Regions from separate parts of the Mus musculus genome. Here all the other regions are linked to region 3. The links are chromatin contacts, called in public HiChIP or PLAC-seq and Micro-C maps. All regions are on one chromosome and are shown on one strand. The core of a region is the stretch at or near the end of the contact, and the rest is flanking DNA. Distances in the headings are between cores, read along the strand shown.

Region 1 (3,844 bases), core at 1,099-3,598, 520 kb before region 3:
TTCCTTTGCCCCAGGGCTCCAAGACTTCTTCTTAGAGCAGATAGTCATGGAGGAAAGAAAGGTGGGGTGGGCATGTGGTTCTGAGCAGAGCTGGCAGGGGAGAGGGTGAGGGCAGAGAACACACTTTAACAGTGTGTCAGGATACACACACACACACCCCATGCTCCCACTCCACCACCCTCATCCCCCCATCTCCCACCCCTCAGCTATTCCTGCTGGCTGGGTTCACCCAGAGGTCACATGCCTCACACTCCAGGAGAAGGCCACCAGCCTGCTCCAGGCAGTTGAGAATTGAGGACATTTCTCATTCTAAGCTGGGCAAGTGACTGTGTTCTCAGTTTTTGGTATTTCCCTGAGCCAGTATTACTTCTTTTATGCATACATGTGTTAGTAACAGGGTAAAGAACACAGAGTTTTATACTGGTGCGTGCATGTGTGTGTGTGCACATGTGCGAGTGCAAGTCAGGTGTGTGCATGTATGCATGCATGTGCATGGAGAAAAGTCCTGGCTCAGGAAAGGGTCAGAAAATCCTGGAGCAGAGTAGGAGAGGGTGGCCGTGTCCTTCCAGCCTCCCTCTCCTGAGGCAAGCATCCTCCTTTCAGATATGAAGGCTGAGGCTGGCAAATCCAGACTTCCCATCCCTCAGGCACCCACACAATCCTTGTGCCCAATGAGGGACCGAGCAGATGAAGGAATGGGCAAGCCAAGGGGACAGGGGCATTTGTCTCAGGAAAAATGGACCTGCCCATAGAACTTGAACCCGCTAGGCAGAGTAACTGTCCCTCAAAGCCTTGAACTGATCAAGCAGTTGTCCTGCCTAGCAGGTTGTCCTTCACTCCAAAGCAAGGGTTCAGAGGCAGGCTGGAGAGGAAGCCCAGAGCCCTGGAGGATGTGCCGGGTGGTGGCTCAGTTGGTTCTGGGCTTGCCAGGGTGTATTGAACAGTGTGCTAACCAAAGCCTCCTCGGGGCTCCTGAATTTCCTGTTCAGCTCTCACTTCCTCCCGGTGGTTCCCAGATCCTGGAAGCAAGCTGCTGGACAAAGACACTGAACTAGGGTCTCTGAACTAAACTCCTCTCAGCGTTCCTGACCCCCGGTATGCAGACACCCTCAGGCACCCTGCCCTTCTCCACACAACTGCTTTGCTATTTAACACTTAGTTTCTATTCCGCCGCAAACCCATCTGATGCTGCTTTGAGAGGTGGGAGGAGGGGTTCTCTGCCAGGCAGGGAACACAGGGAGCACCGGCCTGTGGAAGCCTGCTTTCCAGCTTGTGGCTCTATGCAGGATATCGAGGAAATTTTTTCCTCTTTAAGTTTCCTGTGGGTGACATAGGTGCTAACATGTTTATGGTCGTGTCTTTTTCTAATTTTAAAAAGACTGGAAAACCAAAACCAAAACCTAGATCAATGGTTCTCAACCTGTGGGTCGCCACCCCTTGGGAGATGGAATGGTTTACCCCCCCCCCCCCACAGGGTCCTTTAAGATCGTCAGAAAACACAGATATTTACATTACGAGTCATAACAGTAGCAAATTTGCAGTTATGAAACAACAATGACAATTTTAAGGTTAGGGGGTCACCACAACATGCAGAACTATATTAAAGGCTCAGCACATTAGAAAGGTTGAGAACCACTGCCCTAGGCAGTAAATCTATCTAGATCCACACCCTGGCGTTTTTGAGAGCAATCCTTAATTTCAAATACTGTGTCTAACCCTTTGAGTTTCTCATTTCAACAATGGACTGGGGGTTGTTTGGGAGCTAACGGAGACAAGGACTGTGTTGATTTAGGACCAGGCCTACAAACTGCCCCCACCAAACAGTAGAATGTATAGCTCTGCTCAGTGGGACAGAGCACTGCTGGGACCAGGGGAAGTGAGGGACACTAGGACTGCCTCTGCTTCAGCAGTCGGTCACACACCCCACCCATTCCCCAGAGCTGGCAGCAGAGGGGCGTACTCACTTGCACAGAACATCCACACCACAGATCCTGCCTTCCCCAACATGGTCTGGCTCCTTTCCCGACACAAGCCCAGTCTGGAACTGGCAGGGCACTGGACAGGTCTGGGCTGTCTGGTTAAAGCTATGGCCTCTGGCCTGGTTCAGCCTGTAGTCCCTGTGACTCTCCTCCAGCTCACCTGGGCCAGACTGGGCCCACATGCCCCACCCAGTCAACGGACTGGCAGGTGAGCTCACCTATGGGGTGAGGCCCCTGCTCCACCTACTCTATGAAAGGCCCCAACAAGAGTCTTCTTCCTTCCTGGAGCCAGCCATCTTCCTGCCTTCTCCCTCTTCAGCAGGAGTGCAAAGTCCTGTGCTTCTCAGAAGGTGTGGACCTCTCATAACTGATGGGATGTTGTTGCTGTGTAATAAAAAGGGAGCGAGCTCAGAAGTGAAAGCTAGTAAAAGCAGGGTGTTGCCCACACTTGCTGAGGCACATTAAGACCCGGCATTGTCTTTTTCTTTGCCCTTCCTCTCTTCTCTGACTCCCACACTGGGACAGAAATGTGGTCTCGGAGGACACAGGAAGTTCCTGTGTTCAGAATTGGTACCCGGCTTGGGAAAGTAGCAGATACACAAGAAACCAAGATGACAATGTATCTTAGTTCTTCCTCTCAGTTTCTAACACCATAGTCTTGTAACCTGGGAGCCCTGAAACCTCACAGTCCCAAAACAACTGAGATGTTTGTTACCTTCGAATAAATGTAAGAGGTGAACCGAAACACCTTTCATCCCAGCACTCAGGAGGCAGAGGCAGGCAGATCTCTGTGAGTTTGAGGTCAGCCTGGTCTGCAGAGTCAGTTTCAGTACAGCCAAGAATATCTATAGGAAATAGCTCTCCGGGAGAGCTATCTGATCAGGCTCTGCCATAGATACTCTACATTATAGAATATGTACAAATGATATTATGTCATTTAAATATTTTTATTTAATAAAATACCTTAGAGTTTTTTTGCATTCATACATACAGCACTACTATGTTCTGCTTAATAGGTAATGAATAATATCACACCACGTGTTACCTTTTCCAAGTTTGTTCATATTTCTACATAGTTATTGGTCTTGGGCTTCCTGGTTTCTAGAGTGTCTTTGTGTTCTTGGGAAACTCACTTTTGATAAAGTGATTACTATAAATGCTTTCCCAGGTGTTGCCTTGTATTACAAATTCCCTGTGTACAGTGATCTTTTCTAACTACCAGGTTTAGTTGGCTTACAAACTTATTGCTTTTCACCTGTTACACTTTGCTTAGTCACAGTTTAGCCTTCTCCTACTGTATATGATGATTTTCCAGTTTCTGGACACTGTCGTCAGGTTATCTTACTCAGGACAGACCCCCTGATGCTGGGTCTCTACTCTGGCTCTCTTGCTGACTCTGCAGCCCTTAAGAAATGAACGGACGTCCATCTGCTCCTTAAATTGTCCTGTAAGGTGTGCTAGGATTCACTCTTCAACGTCCCTTCCCTTTTAAGAGTTATCTTCCAGGGTGTGTAACCTCTGTTCTGTCTCTACTTAGACATCTAGCCGGCTGCGGCTCGTTCTTTCCTGCTGCAGGACTGTGCACTGTGCTCTCTCGGCAGCCCCTCCCCACTATTATACCCATTATATTTTATCCAGCTTATCCTTTAAAGGCCTGCTCCTACATCATGTCTCCCACGAAGCCTTCCCTGGCTTCGCAGCTCAGAACTTGCTCCTTCTTGAGATTCAGTGCAGCGCTCTGAGTCTCTTCTAGGGCAGGAACTCCACTCTTACACTTCAGCTATATTTAGTCTCTGTCTAATGCCTCCTAATAAACTGTGAGCTCATTCATTCATTCAGCCAATCTCTGAGGCTACTACTCTGGG
Region 2 (3,525 bases), core at 1,009-3,508, 540 kb before region 3:
GAGCAGGAGATGGGACTTCTGGGCCAGAGAACCATGACCCAATGCATAATTCTGGGCTGTGGCCTGAAGGTCACCATGGTGAAGGAGGTGACAGGAATTAGAGCAGAGACAAGCATGCCGAACAGAGGAACAACATGTGCAAAGGCTCAGAGGCAAGAAGCAGGAAGAATCCATGAGACTCCAGGAAGCATCGTTAGGGGCGAGGAAGGGAGAGCACTTGGTGGAGGAAGTTGTCTCTGAGGTCCTCCGACCCTTCTACCTTTGTCACATGCCATTTTGGATGGCTTGCATGCCCAGTTCAGGCACATGGTCACCCATCTTGAGGGTTAATGCCAGTCTTAACCCACCTGGAAGTTGTCAGAGGAATTGTCCCCGACTCCTCTCTTCCACTCCAGCAGCTGCATAATTTCTTCTTGGAAATAAGCAGGCTATTATTAAGAGTGCCTTGCATCTGCTGACACAGCTGGGCCAGCCAGGTATGGGGCGGATGGTAACCACCAACCACGGGGACACATTAGAGGCACTCCCGAATCGCCAAACAAAACCCTAGCTCCTGAGGATCAAAGGCCAGCCTGCAGGAGCAGGTGAGCAGAACACCTGCCAGAGGTTGGCTACTTAGGCTCCTGCAGCATCCTGCCCGCCCGCCCGGGAGTTAGCAGACCTGAGACTGGCGGTGAAGGGGAGGCGAACCTACCCTCTGAGCATTCCTTCCTGCTGTGGTTCTCTCTCCCTCCTGGGCCGCACACCAGAACCTTGCAGGGCCCTTACCTAGCCAACCTCACTCTCAGGCATGCCTTTAGCAGGAGGCGCAGCGGCAAACTCCCATACACTCATTAGACTAAGTGGTGGAATAGCAGAGGGACACCACCCACCCCCCAAGCTAGTTTTTGGTTGGTTGGTTGGTTGGTTGGTTGGTTGGTTGGTTGGTTGGTCGGGGCGGGGTGGAGTTGTCGGATACAGACAGAAGTGGGAAGGAAAGTGCCAGAGACCAACTGCTGAGGCGTAAAAGGCAAAGGCGCCTGTTTGGAAAACTAGCACCTGCTTCATCCACTCCTTGGGTGTGGTCTGAACAGGAACTCCAGAAACTGCCCGCCAGGGTGATGGCCAGCAAGAGAGATATGCTTTCAAGAGGACTGAGTCGAGATCTTTCGCTCCAGGCCCTTGACCACAGGCTCTAAACTTCCTGCGGGCCCTGTGCCAGGCACACCCGGGCCCTCTCTCTCCAGATCTTCAGCGCCCCAATCACAAACAGCCGGGATCTCGAGTTAGATCTAGTTTAAAGAGCCCGCGGGCGGGAGCCAAGAGGACTGGCGAGGGAGCAGAAACTCACAAGGGAGAGGGTCTTGTTCTCACGTGGCCTGTTTTACAAACAGAAGGTTACCTGAGTAATTACTGAGGGAGAGGCCATGGAGGGTGGGAGGGGATGTGTTAGGCTTCAAAGCCTCTCAGATGCCGTCTGTTCCCTTTGAAGACGTCAGGGGGCGCCAGAGGCCAGGACAAGGATTTAACACCTGCCGCACAGGCTGCTGAGTCTTCTGACTTAGGGGCTTCCTGCAGGTGAGCTAGACAAGGCTAGCTCCCCGGGGCTAAGGTCGGAGTTTCCTGCTAGCCTCCCCAGAATGAGCCGCCCCGTATAATTAAAGTCATTCTCTTGTAAAAATTATCTAGTTATATAGACACCGAGAAAGAAAACTTTTCACAAAGAATATTGCTGGGTTTATTAACATGTAATTTTTTTTAAAGCAAGAGGTTAGTTTCAACGAATTCCATACTCTCATATTAAACGTGTAGCCTTAACTCTTCGGGTTAATCTGATTGTCTTTAAAAGTAGGTGGTCCTTGATGTACGGGCCGGAGTTTGGTTGGAGGACCAGCAGAATCAGGTTTCAGATTTACACCGATTCTTGCCATTTGTTTGAAATCCTCTGTCAAAAAAGGCAGGCCAGGTATTTAAAGAACCCAAATGTTATACAAGTCTGTGTATATATAATCCTCATATGTATATATAACTTATGATTTTTATTCATACCTCTACACAAAGTGAGATAAAGGGGTATATTGTAGTATTGCTTGTTCAAACAAGAGCTAAAAAAAAGCGTTGAAACCTGAGGTGTTCACGGTGCGCTGTCAAGAAGCAACTTGCTAAGTGCTTTATAATATCTCACGTCTTCACAGGAAAGAGCAAAGTGTCTGAGTGTGTGGTGTGCGTTGGGAGAACGCCGGGCGAAGTCTAAGACGCCTGCCTGCATTACCACTGGTTGCCACATGGTGGCGGGGTGGAAGAGGTCTTGCCTATTCTTTAGGCAGCATTAGTTGATAACCGCAGTGTAGTCTGACACGCTATAAGGCTTTCTATGAGTCCAACAACTACCACATACAATTTAAAAGAGCTTCTGCCAAGTAGTGTAAAGGAAAAAGAGGAAAAAGGATCCTCTGTTTTGATGCACAGAGATGCTACCTCCCAGAAGTGGGGCCTTGCTCACACTGCACATAGACTAGATTCTCATTAAAGCAATCCCAGTAACTGGTTTGAGGCAATTACTTCCTGTGGGCCTCACCTACTCAGAAATTAAAGCAGATGAGTTTCCTCGCCTCTCCAAAACTATAAATTCCAACAAATTCTCCTGTGAAAAGGATGCTATCCTGGGACATACTTCCCATTGGTTGGCGACTGTGCCTTTGTTAGAGGAAGGGTGGAAAAACTGGTGTGGAACAGAGTTGAGAGCAGGGAAAGAGTCACCTATGGGGGTCACGATTGGCCCTGTGAGTGCCACACAAGATGAGAACCCGTGTATTGCTTGGGGGATCCCCTTCACTTCTTTTCAGTAATGAGTTTGGAAGGGGAAAGAAGAGTTGGTATGGAGGGCAACGAGCAACGGGAGCAAGGGGTGACTCCAAAGCCACACCTCTGCCCTCAGAAACACCCTGCTAGCCACCGAGAACCCCCGGAGAGCATTTGAGAGACAGAGGGAGAGACAGAACCATGGCTCTGCTGCTGACAGCGCCTCTCTGCCCACCCTCCTCCCACAGGAAAAGACAGAGACACTCACCAAGGACCAAGAGGCGGACTCGAGACTTGGCGTTGACATCCTGGTCCGACATCAGTGACACGGAGCACTCGTAGGTGCCATTGTCGTCCATGGTCAGCTGGTCGATGGTGATAGAGGCATTTGACAACTCAGCATCGTTAGATACTCTCACTCGATTCTCATAACGGTTCCCATAGATGTATTTCTTTGTCACAAAATTCCAGGTGACCACTCTTTCCTGAGAGAAAGAGGAAATGTCTGTCAGGACCTGGTGTAGACCTGCCCTGACTCAATCTTCGTCCCCCAGAGCAAACCAACAACATGTCAAACAGAAGGGCAGTACCTGCTGGTAGATTCCTCTTGTTATCTAGCTAGATAACTTTAGACTTTTAAAGATTTGCTTTTGAGCTTTAGGGACTGGGGTTGTAGTTTAGCTGGTAGTACTTGCCTACCACACGTAAAGGCCTGGATTTGATCCCAGTGCCGTGTAAACTTGG
Region 3 (3,835 bases), core at 1,101-3,600:
ACTGGGCCGCCTCACTCACTTCCTGTTACGTTCGTAATTCAGAGTATTGGAACAGGCCATGTCAGGAAATGACCTCCTGGACGAGCCATGTTTGTCTAACCGGGTCTCAATTTGCTTTCTTCAGGCTGGGTGGTGTGGCACTCGTGCTGGGGACTCAGCTAGATAGATGGCCGGGTCAGAGTCTGCCTGAGCAGCTGCCAGACCCAAGAAACAAAGCTTCATTTCTTTGTTGTTTTCATACTCTGTATTTTCCTTTTGATCTTTACTAAAATGTCCTGGCTTTCCATCTAAACCATAAGCACATCAAGTGTGGGTATTGTTTGCTTCTTGTAGAAATGACCTTGCTGCGTTGTGTTTGCCGGTCAGGGATTCTCTAGGTGTCTTTCCATCTGAGGCAGTCTCCATGCTCTTTATAAACGGCAAAGTCACTGCTCAAAGATAAATTGGCAAGGCAGTGCGTTTTAGAAGCCCTAGTCTCTAGGGCTCAGTAACTGAAGAGTTCTTTCTGGGTTGTTTATTTGTTTTCTTGACCTTTGAGCCCCAGCATAACTCAGCAAAGTTTTCTGCTGCTTGTTAAACAAAGGGGGAAATGTGCCGATGCTGTTACTGTGTCAGGGTTTACACAGACGTTTGTTTATGTAAGCCTTGGACGTAAGTTCATGGAGTTTGGAAACACTTGATAAGCATTTTGTCTTTTTATTCATTAAATTTTTGTTTTATATGTAGGCCATAATCTTTCCCCTGATGTCAACAGGAAAAGTCATTTTAAAGTGTTTTAAGGCTCAGAGTTAATACATTGTGGCTTAGTTTTCTTTCTTTCCTTCTTTCCTCTTCCTCCTCCTCCTCTTCTTCCGACTCTTCCTTCTCTTCCTCCTCCTCCTCCATCTTTTTTCCTTTTGCTATAATAAATACTATGACCAAAACAGTTCACCATGAAGGGAAGCCTGATTAGGGGCTCAAAGCAAGAACGGACGCAGAAGCCGTAGAGGAAGTCTGATCACCACTGCCTTGCTTTCCAGGCTCCCACTCAGCTACCTCTCTTTTGCCTTCCAGGACCATCTGCCTACAGTGGGTTGGTCCCTCCCACATTGATCATTAATCAATAAAATGTCCCACAGGCTTGCCTATCGGCCAACTTGACGAAGGCATTGCCTCACCTGAGGTCCCTTCTTAGATGACTGTAATAGGTGCCAAGTTCACAGTGAACTAACTAACACATTGCAGCTTCCCTCAACTTTGTTTTTACTCTTATGTTGTTAACTTCCATTTCAGTTATGTGTGTGTGCATGCACACAGCATGGAAGTTGGAGTGAGATACTGTGTATGCTGTGGCCTGCATGCGGAGGTCAGAGGACAACTGTCAGGGATCTGTCCTCTCTGTCTGTTATGGGCTTTGTGCCAAGGACCAGCCTCAGCTTGGCTTGGGGTTCCTAAGAGAAAGGGTGTCTGGGAGCCGCGAAACAGTTCTAAGCTGACGACTTGTGTTCCGCTAGAGACAGCTTTCCAGATTGCTCGCTGTGTTCTACTCTGCTCGAGACAGCTTTCTCTTGCTATTCTAAAAACTCTTACGATAGCTCAGATCAAAAGCCCAGTTTTTAATTTATGTATCAATTCAGTCATTCCCCAGGTTCCGATGAATCAGCATCCTGTGACTCCAGCCCTTTGATTCTTAGACAGAGTCAGCAAGCACAAGCACAGACAATAAGATAGCTGGGTGAGACCCAACTCTGAAATTATCATTCCTACCATGCCTGGGCCTGGACCTAAATTCCCTCTGTCCCAGGCTGATCTTGATCTCAGGAATCTACCGGCCTTTGTAAGTATAAACAAAAAAACTTTGCTGGATGGGACCTTGCCGTGTGATCACCACTCCCTAAATCTATTTCTTTCCTTCCTTAGTATCTGACAAGCTAGCTCAGAGTTCAGTTGCCTTTAGGTCTGTGAAGCTCATTATATAATTTGTATTGCATCCTTATATGTTGCATAGTTGAGAAATTATATATTTTTGAACTCATGGATTCGTTGTTCTTTCCCACAGCCTTGAGGGCTATCCTGAAGGTCACAGTGTTCTACCATTTAGCTGAGACATAGACACACCCTCGCCTCCTGGACTCATGCTGTCTCTGATTATCATGGAGTCATCAAGCTTGGCAGAGAGGACCTTCCTTGAAGGAGGAACATGAAAATATGTACACCATTATACAAACAAGCCATATGCCCACAGCCACCACTGACACCCGTGGAGGCCCACACACTGCTGGCCTGTTCCAGGGGCAGGAAACCAAGTTATACTGTTCCTTACATGGCCAAGCCAACTTGGTACTCTGGGTATGGAACTAGGTTATCAGGCTTGTGCAACAAGCACTTTGACTCTGAGCTATCTAGCTTCAACTTTTATTTCCGCATTTTCTTGAGAAGTATCAGATTTCCACATTTTTAAAATACAGCATTATTTTTGGTTGACCTTCCCCACCATCCTCTCCTCTCCCATCTCTCTCCTCCCCCACTTCTGTTTTTATAGCATATCTGTCCGACTCCTTCCCCTCCCAAATTAAAGAATCTCTTTTTCCCCTCACAAGCCCTTTTAAGTCTCCATGGTTCTGTATACACTTAACTTAAATGAACTTTAAAAAAATATCAAAAGATAGGAGGATCTGCATATAAGAAACAATCTGTGGTTTGACTTTCTGAGCTTGGGTTACCTCACTTCATGTGTTTTCCAGTTCTACCCATTTCTTACACATAATTTCAGGCTCTTTATAGTGGAATAAAGTCCATTGTGTATAGTTTCACTACATTACCCATTCATCAGTTGGTGGACATCTAAGATAATAGCCACTTTTTTGCCATGATCCCATAATTATAAATTCTAGGTCTGAAAAGAATCTATTTGTTATTTTTTTTTTACATTGGGATCTCAGCTTTTCGTGATTTGGAATGTAGCTTAGCACAGTTCTTTCCATGTCTTGGTGCTCTTCATGTTTGCATGTGTAGACATTGTAATTAGACCCTGAGAACTCCCTTTTATGACTCTGAAGACGAGCTGTCTGGATCCACAATCATTTAACTGTGAACTTCCACTATAATAATTAAAAGGGTGGGGGTGGGGGGGGGCAGGCAGGACAAAGGAAGCCATTCCTAATTGTTTAAGAAACCAACGAACCCACCCCTTGCTTGGGCTGCATGGAATGTAACCTTAGAGGGACACCTGCTTTCTAGCGTCTCTTTGTTCACACAGGAGAACATTCTTAACAAAGGCGCCATTCCCGCTCAATGTGGAAGGTCAGAAACAACAATTGCAGTGTGCTTGTGTAAAAGCACTTTGGATTCTAGACTCTGCCTTTGCATTGAAACCATGTGCAGGTTTAAGCAAGAGAAACTGATGCTTGAAGTATGCTTGGTAAAAGCTGTTGCTGCTGTTGCATAGAAACCACTTGCAGATTGAACTCAAGTTGGCAGAGGTGAGTCAGGTCTCAAAATGGAGTCATGATCCAGAGGAACGGGAGCAGTTGAGGAAGCTGTTTATTGGTGTCCTAAGCTCTGAAACCACAGATGATAGTTTAAGAGAACATTCTGAGAACGAGGAACGTTACAGGTTGTGTGGAGCTGAGAGACTTTCAACAAAACATTCCAGGAACTTTGGTTTTGTGACTTGCTCCTGTGTTGAAGAGGTGGATGTAGGAATGTGTGCCCGGCCATGAAAACTTGATGGTTGTGGTAGAACCAAGGAGCAGTTTCTAGAGAGTCCATAAATTGTTATCAATAAGCATAACTGTGATGTGAAAAGGGCCATTTCTAAACAAGAGGTGCATCTGCTGACCACAGAGAGTCTGCC

What was found. A called contact is a pair of places that touch in the nucleus more often than the background predicts. HiChIP or PLAC-seq counts read pairs in DNA pulled down with a chosen protein or histone mark.
Region 1: a contact with region 3 is called in a Micro-C map of embryonic stem cells, with 5 times the contacts expected there. The contact joins the promoter of Gpa33 here to the enhancer-like site in region 3. A contact is called at or near these places in 1 of 39 promoter capture datasets (embryonic stem cells), 1 of 484 Hi-C or Micro-C datasets (embryonic stem cells) and 2 of 9 other capture datasets (adipose tissue and liver).
Region 2: an H3K27ac HiChIP or PLAC-seq map of embryonic stem cells shows a contact between it and region 3, with 2.5 times the contacts expected there. The contact joins two enhancer-like sites. A contact is called at or near these places in 1 of 484 Hi-C or Micro-C datasets (CD4 T cells), 2 of 115 datasets of contacts at active chromatin or transcription factors (embryonic basal ganglia and embryonic stem cells) and 1 of 9 other capture datasets (liver).

The regions. Positions count from the first base shown.
Region 1 is chr1:166,128,725-166,132,568 of GRCm38.p6, reverse strand. Gpa33 (glycoprotein A33 (transmembrane)) reads right to left here and starts at 2,348. Exons shown (of 7, transcript NM_021610.2): 1 at 1,965-2,348. The coding sequence starts at 2,007.
Region 2 is chr1:166,152,309-166,155,833 of GRCm38.p6, reverse strand. Gpa33 (glycoprotein A33 (transmembrane)) reads right to left here. Exons shown (of 7, transcript NM_021610.2): 3 at 3,050-3,266. Among named protein-coding and RNA genes, the nearest start is that of Gpa33, 24 kb to the right of the region's middle. Within about 2 kb of position 2,258, at least 31 of the 459 cell types and tissues checked have an H3K27ac peak or open chromatin away from gene starts, as enhancers often do. A contact at or near this core is called in embryonic stem cells, where this site is marked.
Region 3 is chr1:165,613,551-165,617,385 of GRCm38.p6, reverse strand. All of the region lies in intron 1 of Mpzl1 (myelin protein zero-like 1), which reads left to right. Among named protein-coding and RNA genes, the nearest start is that of Mpzl1, 19 kb to the left of the region's middle. Within about 2 kb of position 2,350, at least 33 of the 459 cell types and tissues checked have an H3K27ac peak or open chromatin away from gene starts, as enhancers often do. A contact at or near this core is called in adipose tissue, embryonic stem cells and liver, where this site is marked.